Regions from separate parts of the Mus musculus genome. Here regions 1, 2, 4 and 5 are each linked to region 3. A link is a contact called in public HiChIP or PLAC-seq and promoter capture Hi-C data. All regions are on one chromosome and are shown on one strand. The core of a region is the stretch at or near the end of the contact, and the rest is flanking DNA. Distances in the headings are between cores, read along the strand shown. Region 1 holds the start of Nexmif (neurite extension and migration factor). Region 2 holds the start of Fgf16 (fibroblast growth factor 16). Region 3 holds the start of 5530601H04Rik (RIKEN cDNA 5530601H04 gene). Region 4 overlaps Atrx (ATRX, chromatin remodeler). Region 5 overlaps Atrx (ATRX, chromatin remodeler).

Region 1 (2,823 bases), core at 321-2,820, 870 kb before region 3:
CACTGGATTCCTCAGCTGAACAGCGCGGTCTGCACACTTTCGGGGAGCGGGGCCGCCCCACGGCCTCTGAGCCCGCAGGGCTGGATAAGATCGAGCCGCAGCAGTGTCCCTGCAGGCGCAGCAGCGACGAGCTCCAGGAGTCCCGGAGGAAAGCGTCAATCTGACGGCAAGGGAGAGCGGGAAAGGGCAGCGGGCCAATTTCCTGCAAAGGTGACAAGCCTGGGCGAGGCTCGCTCGGGCCCCTAACTTCTCGTCGGTCGCCAGCGGCGGCTGCTTGGAGCGGGTGCTGCGAGCCGCCCGTGCCACCGCGGGGTGGCCAGAGGCGCCTGGGGCGCGCGGGAGCCTCGGGCGGGGGAGGCGTCCGTACGGCGGCCAGCGGCGCCTTCGCACCTCTGCAGCTTCGGCCGGGACGCCAGCCGGCGCCCGCCGCGTGCCTACGTTTTCCCGCTCCCTCGGACGCGTGCCTCGGGCCGTGCCACTTTCCCCAGACGCCCGAGGTTCCCCCGGGGTCACCGAACCGATGGGAGGTGGCAGGCGGCTAGCGGCCGCTGCCCTGCGGCAGGCAGGCGTGTGTGAGCGGCGGCGGCAGTGGCGGCGGCTCCGGCCCGCTCCCTTCCCCTCCCCCTCCCCCGGCGGCGGCACACAGGCCTTTCCTAGATTGCAGCGCACGCTCGGCGGCGGCGGCGGCGGCAGCGGCGGCGGCAGCGGCGGGCGAGCCAGGCTCCCTCGCCCCGGCGGCCTCGCTGCCTCCCGCACACAGACAGCACCCGCACGCCATTCGCACACTCTCCCACTCACACACACTCACACGCACGCGCGCGCACACACACACACACACACACACACACACGCTCTCCCCGCCGGCATCCCTTGCTCGGCTCCTCGCTCGGCTAGCCCTCGGTTCCTCGCAGCCGCCACCCCCACCCCCAGCTGCCGCCCGCCGGCTCCAGCCGGCCCGGGGAGCCAGGGAGAAGGCCCGGGGGGGATGGGGGAGGCTGCATGGCAGCGCTCAGACTCACCTCGCAGGCCGCCTCCCGAGGCGCACGTCGCTGGTGGGTCCTTGCTGCCGGCGTCCCGAGCTGGGACGGTCGCAGTCAAGGCTGGGCTGCCGCCGCCGTCGCCGTCGCCGGAGCTGCTAGAGCTGCCGCCGCTGCTCCCGCTCACTGCCGTCTCCTCTGCCTCTGCTCCATGCGCGGGGCCCGCCAGGTGGACGCGCCTCGCTCCGCTCGCTCACTCTGGCTCCGCCGCAGCCGCCGCACTAGATGGAGGCAGAGCTGTCGGGCTCGGGCGCCGAAACTCAGAGGCTCCACAGCCGCCCGCCGGCTCCCAGGACAGCGCTCCTCTCACCGCGCCGCTCGCCCGCGCCAGCACTGCCCGGCTCGCCGGCTGCGCGCGGCGGTGCCCGGAGCCCGCTCTGCACGCGGTGGCTGCGGCTGTCCGCGAGACGGAGACGCGGAGGGCGGTTGCGACTGCCGCTAGCGCTGGGAACACTACTGCTAAACGCTGCCACTGCCGCTACTGCCACTGCTGTGGTGGTGGCGGCGGCGGTGGCTGCTGCTGCTGATGCTACTGGTTTTCCTTCCCGGGTTCTCCCCCCCTGCCTCGGCCCCCTCCTCCCCCCTTTCTCCTCCTCCTCCTCTTCCTCCTCCTCCTCCCCCTTCTCCTCCCTGGGCTGCTTGGCTCAGAGCCTCTGCGGGCTCTGCCTGCTCTCTTCTGCTTCCAGAGCTGCCTCTGCCCATTCAGAAAGGTGCCCAGAGTGGGGCTGCCTCGGCTGCCACCATCGCTATTGCCCCTGCCATTGTTTCCTCCAACACAGCAGTTCTTGTTGGACGCGTTCCCCTCCCTATCCTCCTTCCCCACCACAGCCCTCCCTATCTTGCTCTCTCTTTCCTTACCCTCTCTGCGGTCCCTTCCTCGTGTGTGCCCCCTCCCACCCTGTCTGTCTGTCTGTCCCTCCCGGCGGTCCCCTCAGACGTCCGGGAGCGCGCACTGCGCGGCCACCTGTCATAAAGGGCGCGCACCCCCCTTCCCCACCCCCACCCCGCCCCCCACTCACATTCTCGCAGCCCGCCCAGTCCACGGCGCTGCTGGCTTGTTCTTCCCCTAGCAGACACGCAGCCGGACACCACTCTCCCACGCCTTTGAAGGCAGTTATGTGTTCAGAGAGGGGCGCTCTGAAGTTTCAGGAAGAATATCTGAATGGCTCCATGTATTAAGCCTCTATCCATCCAACCTACCCTTAACTTCAGGCCCCAAGCCCCGGGAAGGTGGATTGTGCTGGAAGGGTTGTAACAAGGCAGAGAATTGGAAAGGGATGAGTTTTTTTAGGAAGTGAAGGAGAGAAAAAGGGATTCTGAATATGGCCGGGAAGGAAATGGGATCTGACTGCTGTCACAGGAAAATTCCTTAGGTGGTCATTTCCCTTTTGACGCCCTGGGAATCAACAGTACAGGAATGGAAAGCGACCCACCGGGGAACACGTAGTATTCAATGAAGCCCAGGGTGTAGGGTTGGGGCCTGAGAGCCACGGTCAGTGCCACTAGAAACCAGGGAGAACGATTAAGTGTTGACGCTAGAGCGGAGAGAATAAAGCTAGCTACTTTGTGTGCACTTGCTCCAGCAAGTCCTTGCCACAACCCAGCTTCCCAGTCATGGAGAGCTCAATTTCAGATTTCTCTGTTTCCACCCTACAGCCTCATTTTCTAAGGTCAGACTTCGAGATCTGCAGTGTGTAAGTCCTCTAACCCTTCCCAGGGCCTCTAGCCTGTCACCTAACCCCTCCCCAGAAACAGCACAGACATGGATAATGTGTATGGGTCAGGA
Region 2 (2,726 bases), core at 134-2,633, 690 kb after region 3:
TGCAAGCAACAACGCCATTTAATAAGGAAGAAGGAGGCGAGCGCCAGAGGCCCAGAGGGACCGTGGGGTTCAGGTGCGGGGCAGAGATGCAGGGGCTTGCGGCAGGCAGGCACCTGCTCGCCAGGTCCTCTCCACCCAGCCTCTCTTTCTGGCAGCCGCCAGTTCCCACCCCTGACGGCCGCTCTTCCTGATAGAGTTTCTTGGAACAGGGCACAGGACAGAGCGAGGAAACACCTGTTTCCAACAAGAAAAGAGGTGTATAGGGGGAGAGCCCCCACCAGGCTTCCAATGGCCTCTCACAGAGCTTGCTCTCCTGAGCCTTGTAAAAGCGCGCCCAGAAATCCATGGAGATCATTTTTCAAAAAGATCGCTTTCTATGTCTTAGCCTCCACCCCTCTATGTCTAAGCCACAACGTCCTTTTTAAAAAGTCTTCTTTCCCTCTGGGATTTCCCGCTCCTCCCAGACCCTTTAAGCGCCCCCACCCTTTGGTGCCTGCAGGGACCTCCACCACCTCTCAAGACCTTACAGCTGCAACTGCGTTTGGCTTCCAGAACGTTTTCGCTTCCTCAGACCCCTGTGGACCTACAGGTGGGGAGTGGGACTAAAGGGCAGCAGAACAAAGGAGCTGGAGCGCCCCTGTCCCGGGCCAGATACCCCTTCCGCAGCCTCTTTTGGGCCAGAGAAGAGGAGCTCAACAGCGCGAGGACTCCCTCCCCCCAGCCCCGGTCTCCGGCACTTCCCAGAGGGGAGCAGCGGGAGGATGCGTGGGAGGCGGGGGTGGCCCTTGCAGCAGACCGACAGACAGACCCCGGAGGAACTAGCCTGCGTGGCCGTGGTCGCCAATGGCCTCCACGTACTGGGCTCCGTTATTTCATCAGCAGTTTAAGAAAACCTGCCAAAAGCAGTTATGCCTCACTGCAATGTGTAGCTTTTTCCTGCCATTTTTTTCATAATAAAAGAGGGAGTGAAGCTCGCTCGCTCGCTCCCCGCCTCCACCCCCCTCTCCCAAAAAGAGCCAAATGGATACGAGAAGGGGGGAAAAAAGGAAAGAACCCACACACCAATCTCTGAGGGGATGCCAGTGAGGTGTGGCTTGTATTTAAATATCCAATATGTCAATGGAAGGGGAGTGGGTACGTATATAAAGTGCCATTTGCATCTGATAGCTCCAGGAAGCCAGCTATGAGAGGCCAGGAGAGATGGATGCGGAGGGGAAGCCGAACTTTAACTGAGAGCAAGGTCAGGAGCGCGCTGCCCCACGCTCCCCGCCGCTGAGAAGTTCTTTGGACGCGAACAGACGTGTGCTGCAGCTGGGCAGAGCGCGGAGCCGAGCAGCGAGCGAGCGAGCAAGCGAGCGCCGCCGACCCGCCCGCCCGCGCCCGCCGCCAAGACAGGCAGTTCGCGCCCCGGGGCCCCGGCTCGGCCCGCGCCGCCGCCGGCCCCGCCATGGCGGAGGTCGGGGGCGTCTTTGCCTCCTTGGACTGGGACCTGCACGGCTTCTCCTCCTCTCTGGGGAACGTGCCCTTAGCTGACTCCCCGGGTTTCCTGAACGAGCGCCTGGGCCAGATCGAGGGGAAGCTGCAGCGCGGCTCGCCCACAGACTTCGCCCACCTGAAGGGGATCCTGCGGCGCCGCCAGCTCTACTGCCGCACCGGCTTCCACCTTGAGATCTTCCCCAACGGCACGGTGCACGGCACCCGCCACGACCACAGCCGCTTCGGTGAGGACCCGGCCGTGGAGGGGTGGTGGGGGAGAGGGAGCGGACGGACCGCGGACTAGGGAGCCGTCGACGCGGGGCTGTCCCGCAGGGGTCCCCCCGAACCTTCTAGCACCGGACGCCGTCCGGACCCGTCGGGGTGGGATGCGGTGGCAGGGCCCTAAGCCTGGCGGGGACTCGGTGGCCCCCCGCGCCCCGCGACGCTCCCCGGAGGGGGCGGAGGCGCCTCGCGGTGCGGCCTCTTCCAGCCGCTCCACCCTCCCTCCTCCCGGAGCAAGGGGTTCCCCGTGAGAGCCCATCGTCGGGTCTCCGAGGGAAGCAGGTGGAGTCTGGAGAGGAGCCGAAGTCCTCGACTAGGAGGCAGGGGACCGCGGCCAGAGGAGTCTTAAGGGTGGCAGACCCGTCGCGACTGATCGCCCAGAGCAGGAGCCTCCACGGGCCAGCGGCCCTTACCCAAATCACTTTTATCTGACGGGGATCCGGCCGTCATGGCACTGGTCATCCTCAGGGGTGGCTCTGCCCAGGGTAGAAGCCAATCCAGGCAGCACAGCATGAGCCTGGGAGCCTGGGAGCTGAGAATCTAGAAAAACCTTGGGGTGCCCACTGCCTATGAACAAGTCTTGGGTATCTTTTGCCCAGAACTTACTCCTCGCCCACGTGAGGGAACTGCCCCGAACCCACTGCCAGCCCCAGAAACAGGAAATGTCTAATCTCCAGGCAAGATTGCCTCTGCCAGCCTGCGACTGTACAGATTGTTCAGAGCACCCAGCTGCCTGCATCGCCATACAGAACTAATTACACGATTAATATAAACCTTGATCTGGGACGGCAATCTTTAGGCTTCTAAGCAACTGTGTTCCCTCTTCTGTAATTTGCCGGGTTTTTTATTTTCAATTTCCTATTCATTATTAAGCCATCAAACAGGTGTGGTGACAGCTAGCCTTTCTCCTCCGCCGCAGTGTCCTCGGCTTCCTCCCTAGGTCCTTGTAATGCAAGAAGCGCACTTTC
Region 3 (2,797 bases), core at 202-2,701:
AGTCTCAGGACATGGGAGAAGGATAGAAAATTCAAGGTTGAAGTCAACCTAAACTACAGGAAACCCTATAAAAGTGAGGGAGAGAGGGCGGGGGTGGGGGGACGACGGGACCCAGACTGGGAGGGAAGAGATGGAGAGAAGAGGGAAGTGAGAGAAGAGGAAGGTGATACAGAATAGGAAGGGACCAACAAGACAAGCATGAACTGTACCTGGGATAACTGGAAGGGTTCTAATTTTGCCCACAAACAATATGTCTGGGTTTATTTGATTCAATTTACCATGCTGTTGTCACTATTTCACAATGCTGAATCATCACAAGATTCTTTATAAAACACCTTCACAGTTACAGTGCAGCAAGGCCCCATCCCAAACTCTTAACCAGAATTAGAACTCTACTAGTATTCACGGATAGCACTGGAGCTCCGCTTGTACCACACTTACGTCATAGCAAAGGGAAGCCCACAGATGTCCAATCTGAAAGGATGAGATCCCAGGACCCAGAGAGAATGAAGACACGGTGGGAAAGCAGAAGAGAAAATGGAAGGGAATCAGGCATCCCCACCCTCAGGACGCTGGGACTAAGTCAGAGGAAGCCTTTAACTGGAATGCTCAAAGCCCTAACATGCACACACTGTTGTCCAAGATCTAGAGCTGGCACTTCTGGATCCACTGAACCCCTCTAGTCCAACTTTCTAGAACTACTAGAAATGATGCAGTAATCATCTGTACCTGAAGTCTTTTCAAAGTCATTAATTGCCACCATTCCTGATGTCCTCAATCATCATTTCTAAAGGAAGTAAGGTCTGACCACTTAGTTAAAATAAGGGTACTCCCTGCTGTATAGCTTGGCCTGTTTTACTTTCTATTACTCATGTTTATCTGAAATTAAGTCAACCATTTATTTATAGTCTGGCTCCAGATACTAGAATAAACAGTACCTGAGAAGCAAGTGGATGTGTCTCAGGTATCCAGGGTCTGGCAATTCATGGGCTCAGATGTTTTCCTGAATGAAAGGATGGATGGATGTCTAGACAGGTGTGTGGATTTATGCCCTTAGAATTCCAGTGCTAGATGCCCGCCCCCTCCCGTCCCCCGCAACCGCCCCCGAGCCAACCCCAGCCCTGACGAAACAAACTTCCCGCCAAACATCTTTCTGGCCCAGAAAACACAGCAGACTGGGTAATTCAGTACAGCCCAGTGCACATGTGCAAATAGGACAGGGACTGTTCCTTTTTGTGCTAAGGTCGGGAGACTAAGGTCTCCCCCGCTCCCCCCTCATCCCCCAGCCCCAGCCCCGGGTTTCATTTCCATCGATAAAGGCAGCCACCTCACACCGGTGCTGGAACAAAATTCTCAGGCCGTACTCTACCGCGGGTGAAGTTCCGTACAAACCGATAAACAAGAACAGGCTTCCCATCATCCCTGGCATCCTGAACACCGGAACCGCGACTTTAAAACAGCCGGAACTTCCTGCTGCTGCCATGGTTTCCAGACTCTAATTTGAAGAAACTAGGTGTCAATCAATTGCGAATTCACTTCCGGGGCAATCTCCGGAGCTAAACGGTGGGGCATCCTGGTCAGTCGGCTTTAGCCTTCCTTTTACATTTTGTCTCTTTGTACCTTCACTGGTCTCTTCCAGAACAAACAGCCAAAGTCGTGCATAAAGAAAACACACTCCCGGACTTTGTTTTTTACTTTATAAAAATAGCCGCTTGATGGCAGCATGATTTCACTGATGCGCTCAGACCCGCTCTTCCCCCGCCCTTTGTGTTTAGAAAAAACAACACCTCAGTCAAAAAACTACTTCCTTACAGAAATTTGGATCTTCTCTGGCATTTTATAGCCCCAGGTTTTCCTGATTCTAAGCCAATCTAATGACTGGAAAAAAATATTTTTAATGTGTTTCTTTGATTACTATTTCTTTATTTTGATACTGGCTTACTGTATACTTTCTCGGATATGCATTTGTTTTTTTGTTTTTTTGTTTTTTTTTTTTGTTTTTTTTTTGGTTAGGACAGCAATATCTCCCATAGAGTACAATTTTTATTTTTATTTTTTTTTAAAAATACAGCAGCTTATAATGGTAAATAAAAGCATGGAAGTTTAGTTTGTGCTTCTATTAATAATATGAGACTGCATACTTTCTAACCATTATAAATTAACTTTTCACATTTTAGAGGTTGGTAATTATAAAACAAAGGAACGAAATGGTTATGACCTCAGTGCTTTGAGCCTTGTTGCTTGCTATTCCAGAGGAACTGTTTCATTACAAGATGGAAGAGATGTCAAGGAATTCACTCCCATGCCATGCCTTTTAATAAAAATCGCCTAATCTTGTTTACAAGGGTTCTCCATCAAAACTTCTAAAGCCCATGCCTCCAAGCCTTACTGATTAAGTTCTGTGACCAAAATATTAATACTGTTGTAGCTAACTGCCATAAATTGAACATAAAACTATGTTAGCTGGTGCTCCACACTGCATGAACTTGTATAGAATAACTACAAGTTGGATAGTTTTGTTCCCATTTTACAAGTGAGTATGTGTGTGTGCATATATAAAATTATATATAACATACATAATTTTATATGTACAAGACTATTTTAAAATAGCATAATTAGGAATCAACTTAATTTATCACGTGTTGGAATTAAAAGTATTTGATGTTCTCTAGTTTTTCCTTCCTGAAAAGCAAATCTGTTCACTGGGTGCAAAAACACAGTAGCTGGAGTTCTTGTTTGGCCTCTTGGAATTAATTTTCTTACTTCATGGTAGATTATTAAAAGGCATCTGAAGAGA
Region 4 (2,732 bases), core at 137-2,636, 810 kb after region 3:
TCAAAAGGGGTAGAACACCCTCTTGTGGGCAAAAGACTAAACAACAATCCCTTGATTCACCTGCAACCTAAAATTTAATAAATTGATATTATCTTAAGTATAGAAAATATTTTGCTAGTTCTATTGAAATAATCATATAATAAAATACAAATCTAAAATCTTTTTTAAAATCTCAACATAATTTCATAATTATGTACTATAAAAATATTAAAGAGACACATCTATAACACTTTTACTTGGAGATTTGCCATGTTCTAATTTTGAAAGAGTCATTCCTCTTATAGTTACAGATTCTGACTCTATTATTCTGCCCAAAAACTATATATAGGCACTATTTAAAAACCATACACAAAAAGTGGGGCAGAAACTCAACTATAATAGATTTCTAAGTAAATTCTCCCCACGCTCTTCCTATGGATGGCTAGACACTCTGGCCGTGTATGAGGGAAAACCAAGAGTGGAAGGACAGAACAACGAAAGGACTTCATCACTCCAGCTCCCATCTCCTCTACTTAGTGTTGCAATGAGTTCTATGGCATCCATGAAGACCAAACTGGGGACCATTCTTGAGCTCATCCAGAAATTCGAACTTGTCAGGAATGAAGGTGTTGCTATCTTAAATAAGTACTGCAACTACCACCTAATCTGATGCTCTATCACTGTCCATAGCATTATTCAGAGTATGGATGAAGTTACCTGAAGGAGGCTACAGGCAAAGTTTTACAAATTGGAAATGGCTTCCACTGGAGGGCACACTCATGCTTTTCTGGCATATACGTACTCTCGAACCAGTATGTGGGGAAGTGCTAAGCAACAATTAGTAGCCACTGAAGGCAAAGGTGTTTTGAGAAACGGACTTTAACCTTTTCTGCTTCAGAGCGCAAAGAGAAACAGAAATTATTTTTAAGTAGTGCTTTTACTAAACAATGGGCGGAAAAATGGAGGTATTTTTAGTAAGCATATGAGATTTTCCAAAATGGTCATAGACAGCAATTTAAACTCATGTTTCATTTCCACTTGTATTTACCTCCGCGTTTTTTGAGATTGTCAGCTTTCATTTTACTTCTGCTTCTAAATTCAGGCCCTTTAAAATCATCTTTGTCTTCATTCAGCACTGGCTCTGGTTGTACAATCACTGTACCTAGAATGATTTCATTTAAAAAACCAATTACACATATGAAATGTGCAAGTGAAGTGCAAGACTTCAGATCAAGCCAACATTGCTGGTACATAGTTTGTATAAGGACCACGGGCTAGTAGTAAACGGGCCAAGTGTCAGCAAATTACTTATTCAAGTTTAGTTCATAAAAACAGGAGGGAGGTATCATGAACTAAAAGAAATGTGTCAGTCAAATAGAAAGCCTCAGCCCAGCTCCCCGTGTTTACAGTGCCTATGACAAAAGCTCTTAGGAAATGACCTTTCATGCCAGGTTCCCTAAACAGTCTAAAGTAACTGGCAGAAAGCGAAAGACAGCCTATTTTTCTCACAGTCCAAATTGGAAAAAGAACTTTAAAGATTTTTAAGAGTTCTTCAACCTTGCTTCGGAGGGAGGGGGCTTGTGGAGGGTAGGAAACAGTAAAGTTCACTCTATTGCTGCTATACCTAGTCTACACAATTTCCCCCGGAGTACAGCGAAGCTTCACCAGCATTCATAGTCCTTGAAGAGTTTTAAACAGAAGGTCACTTTAAGACACTTAAAACTGAAGTAGTCAACCAATTAACCGTAGAATGAGACCATTTTTGTTGATGTCTATTAAAATGTTTTAGAAAGACTATCCTAACTAAAACCTCCAGGCTGAGGAGAAAATAAATACAACAAACATCATAAAAAAGCTCCAAGCCGGGGCTAGAGAGATGGCTCAGTGGTCAAGAGCACTGGCTGCTCTTCCAGAGGTCCTGAGTTCAATTCCCAGCAACCACATGGTGGCTCACAACCAACTGTAATGAGATATGACGCCCTCTTCTGGTGTGGCGAAAGACAGCTACAGTGTACTCATATACATAAATGAATAAATCTTTAAAAAAGGAAAAGATCCAAGCCTCAACATTTATGTGCATTACTGGGCTTAGTACTAAACTGGCCATTATAAGAACAATTTAACTCAATGCAGGGAGTTGTCACAGTTCCATATGAAACACAGGGATGTGTAAAAGCACCAAGTAGATTTTAGCAAATTATTGCCATCTAGTTGGTGTTAATAATTAAACGGAGAAGTATAAAAAAGGCCAGGAGGGCACAGAGGACTGATTACAGTCCACTACAGTAAACTTAAAGACTCACATCCCAAAACTGGTAGTTGTAAATGACGGTCACTTCATGTATGTACTTTCAGAGAAGCCCCAGGGTTTGCAAAGAGCTCTCAAGATTTAAGAACTAGTGTTCCTTCCTGAAGAGTGTTCTAAACAAAAGCAAAGCTGTGGTAGCAAGAGGATCCACTAGCACTGGCTTAAGACAGGTCTGAGCTAAAATCTGTGCTTCACAGAAATAAAAAAATCCCTTGAAGCTCTGAATTTGATCCTAAACTTCTAACAGTCTAGAAGCAATAACTACTATATTACATTGTTTACAACAGTGGTTCTCAACCTGAGATTCAGCACCCCCTTGGGCGTCAAACAACACGTTCACAGGGGTTGCCTAAGACTATTGGAAAATACAAATATTTACATTACAATTCATAAAAACAGCAAAATTACAGTTATGAAGTAGCCAGGAAAATAAATTTATGATTGG
Region 5 (2,841 bases), core at 279-2,778, 830 kb after region 3:
AAAATAATTTAACACCAAGTAAATCTTACCATAAAGCCCTGGGAATGGACATGAGCATTGGAAATATTTACCTTGCATACACAAGGCCCCAAGTGTAATTTCTAGCATTTCTCACTCCCATCCCCCAAAAACTATCACCTAATTTTATAAAGACACAGCAAACTTTTTTTTTTTTTTTTTTGGTTTTGGTTTTGGTTTTTTGAGACAGGATTTCTCTGTATAGCTCTGGCTGTCCTGAAACTCACTTTGTAGACCAGGCTGGCCTCGAACTCAGAAATCCACCTGCCTCTGCCTCCCAAGACAGCAAACTTTAAAACCACAAAGTAGTTTCAAAAGAAAAACGGGGATCATCAAAGGCACAAAGATATTCATGTGTAAATTGTATCCACCTTTTGCTAGGCATAGCGATACTGGTATACTCCTTTGATCCTAACACTTAGAAAACAGAGGCAGGAGAGGTGGCTCAGTAGTTAAGAGCACTAACTGCTCTTCCAGAGGTCCCAAGTTCGATTCCCAGCAACCACATGGTGGCTCACAACCATCTGTAATGAGATCTGATGCCCTCTTCTGGTGTGTCTAAAGACAGCTACAGTATAAATAAATTGAAAGAAAAAAACAAACAAAATTCATTCACCTTTATTTCATAATGTCTAGCTGACCCTTGCATGTATCTCATTATCATTAATAACTTTAGTAACTCTTTTCTTATACATGAGCCGTATCTGCAAAGGCCTCTGAAACTAAAATACTGGTAAGATCACCTTTGCAAGAAAGCGTAAACATGCCAACATGCAAAATATGAAACATTTTTGTTCCTTTACACTAAGAAAATTATTAATTTAGCAACTGTGTTTATCTAATGTCTAATTGTCTTATTGAGTTTATTCTACCTTCTGCTTGGCACCGAATAGTTAGTTATATAATAGACTGATACTAAGATGAATACATTTATAGACTAGGATTTGAAAAAATGCACACTTTTAAGAAATCAATAATAAAATCGCCGGGTGTGGTGGCACACGCCTTTAATCCCAGCAGAGGCAGGCGGATTTCTGAGTTCGAGGCCAGCCTGGTCTACAAAGTGAGTTCCAGGACAGCCAGGACTATACTGAGAAACCCTGTCTTGAAAAACCAAAAATAAAAATAATAATAAAATCATCATTTATAGAATACACCATTAATCCCAGCACTGGGGAGGCAGAGATCGTCAGGCTGCTGTGAATTTGAGGCCAGAGCATGCAGAGTGAGTTCCAGAACAGCCAGAAAAATAGTGAGACTCTCTTTCAAAAACAAACAACATCAAATATAGATATAGATAGACAGACAGAAAGAAAGAAAGATAGACAGGTGATAGAAAATTATAAAAATAAACTGAATAGGATTAAAAAGAGTTCAAAAGCTTGAAAGCAGAAATTAAACATTTAATCCTTTTTTAATGATGGTTTTTCAATGCTGGAGAGATCACCCTGCAATGAAAAGCACTTGAGTAATCATGAGGACAGAGTCCATATCCCAGCACGCATGTTAACAAGCAGTCCATGCAACTGTACTCATAAGGGAGCCAGAAACAAAAAGACTGATTGGATCTGTTGACATCTAGACTAGAAAACACAAGCTCCTGGATCAGAGAAACCCTGCCTGCTTCAAAGCAAAGCATAATAGAAAAGGAGACTAATATAATCTCTTCTGGCTTCTGTGTGCACACAAGCATGAGCACATGAACACACAGACACAAAGTATACATACATGCGCAGTATATAAAAACAAATCTAGTCTTTTAAATGACGATTTTATAATCATAAAAGCAAGACAAAATAAATCCTGACTTCATTAAATTTAAAGGATATCAAAGGATACCATAAAAAAATACAAAGTGTTGGATGATAGTGGTTCACACCTTTAACCCCAGTGCTCGGGAGACAGAGGAAAGTGGAACTGTATGAATTAGAGGCTAGCCTGATCTACAGAGTGAGTTTCTGGACAGCCAGGGCTACAGGGAGAAACCCTGTCTGAAAAAAAAAGGAAGAATACGATCAGAAATTAATGAAATGAAAGGGCTGAAGAAACAACTCACTGATTTTTCAGATCAAAGTTCAACTGCCAACACCCACAGACAACACAACTGCCTGGAAAAATCTCACACTCGTATACACAAGACAAACAAACATACACACACACACACACACACACATATTAAAATTAAGGGGGCTGCAAACAACTGAGCAGGGGCTATCCCAAAAGCTGTTGCCTATTCATGGGATATGTTCTTCTAGCTGGGCTGCCTTGTCTGGCCTCAGTGGAAGAGGAAGCACCTTGCCCTGGATCCACTTGATGTGTCGGGGTGAGGGGATATTCAGGGGGACCCCTACCCTCTCAGAGAAAAGGGAGAGGCAGCAAGGATTGTGGGAGGGAGTGACTGGGAGGAGGGAGCAGTGAGCGGGATCTAAAGTGAATCAGAAAAAAAAAGGTAGTGTGCCTCTGTGGTTGCTGCCTTTCTCTGAATTCCTGTTCTGACTTCCTTCAATGGTGAACTGTTATGGGGATATATAAGCCAAATAAACAGGGGTGGGAGGTGCTAAAAGAACAATGCAGTCCCTTAACAACACTGGCTGCTCTTATAGAGCACTTAAATTCCCAGCAGTCACATGGTGAATCGTACCCACTTACTCCAGTTTGAGAAAATCCCATGCCTTCTCCTGGCTTCTGCGGGTACCATGCAAGCATGTCACACACACAGACGGATGGAAGGACAGACAGACACATAAACAAAAGAAAGGGAGGAGGGGAGGGGAGGGGAGGGAAAGGAAGAGAGAGGAGAGGGAAAAGGAGACAGACATTAAG

What was found. Promoter capture Hi-C pulls out the DNA fragments that hold promoters and counts their contacts. HiChIP or PLAC-seq counts read pairs in DNA pulled down with a chosen protein or histone mark.
Region 1: a contact with region 3 is called in a promoter capture Hi-C map of pre-B cells. The contact joins the promoter of Nexmif here to the promoter of 5530601H04Rik in region 3. A contact is called at or near these places in 3 of 39 promoter capture datasets (embryonic stem cells, liver and pre-B cells) and 2 of 115 datasets of contacts at active chromatin or transcription factors (astrocytes and large pre-B cells).
Region 2: a contact with region 3 is called in an H3K4me3 HiChIP or PLAC-seq map of embryonic stem cells, with 8 times the contacts expected there. The contact joins the promoter of Fgf16 here to the promoter of 5530601H04Rik in region 3. A contact is called at or near these places in 1 of 39 promoter capture datasets (hippocampal neurons) and 1 of 115 datasets of contacts at active chromatin or transcription factors (embryonic stem cells).
Region 4: a contact with region 3 is called in a promoter capture Hi-C map of liver, with 3 times the contacts expected there. The contact joins the enhancer-like site here to the promoter of 5530601H04Rik in region 3. A contact is called at or near these places in 8 of 39 promoter capture datasets (the C10 cell line, cranial neural crest, embryonic stem cells and 3 more) and 6 of 115 datasets of contacts at active chromatin or transcription factors (astrocytes, embryonic stem cells, stem cell-derived epiblast-like cells and 1 more).
Region 5: a promoter capture Hi-C map of liver shows a contact between it and region 3, with 2.7 times the contacts expected there. The contact joins the enhancer-like site here to the promoter of 5530601H04Rik in region 3. A contact is called at or near these places in 7 of 39 promoter capture datasets (the C10 cell line, embryonic stem cells, erythroid cells and 4 more) and 2 of 115 datasets of contacts at active chromatin or transcription factors (embryonic stem cells and stem cell-derived neural progenitor cells).

What each region holds. Positions count from the first base shown.
Region 1 is chrX:104,199,614-104,202,436 of GRCm38.p6, forward strand. It overlaps Nexmif (neurite extension and migration factor), which reads right to left and starts at 1,571. Exons shown (of 5, transcript NM_001077354.3): 1 at 1,020-1,571.
Region 2 is chrX:105,763,094-105,765,819 of GRCm38.p6, forward strand. It overlaps Fgf16 (fibroblast growth factor 16), which reads left to right and starts at 1,384. Exons shown (of 3, transcript NM_030614.2): 1 at 1,384-1,721. The coding sequence starts at 1,448.
Region 3 is chrX:105,068,673-105,071,469 of GRCm38.p6, forward strand. It overlaps 5530601H04Rik (RIKEN cDNA 5530601H04 gene), which reads right to left and starts at 1,452. Exons shown (of 5, transcript NR_015467.1): 1 at 1,328-1,452; 2 at 939-1,003.
Region 4 is chrX:105,883,280-105,886,011 of GRCm38.p6, forward strand. It overlaps Atrx (ATRX, chromatin remodeler), which reads right to left. Exons shown (of 35, transcript NM_009530.2): 6 at 1,028-1,141. Among named protein-coding and RNA genes, the nearest start is that of Gm23656, 11 kb to the left of the region's middle. Within about 2 kb of position 1,387, at least 2 of the 459 cell types and tissues checked have an H3K27ac peak or open chromatin away from gene starts, as enhancers often do. A contact at or near this core is called in liver, where this site is marked.
Region 5 is chrX:105,900,278-105,903,118 of GRCm38.p6, forward strand. The region is part of intron 1 of Atrx (ATRX, chromatin remodeler); the gene reads right to left. Among named protein-coding and RNA genes, the nearest start is that of Atrx, 28 kb to the right of the region's middle. Within about 2 kb of position 1,529, at least 3 of the 459 cell types and tissues checked have an H3K27ac peak or open chromatin away from gene starts, as enhancers often do. A contact at or near this core is called in liver, where this site is marked.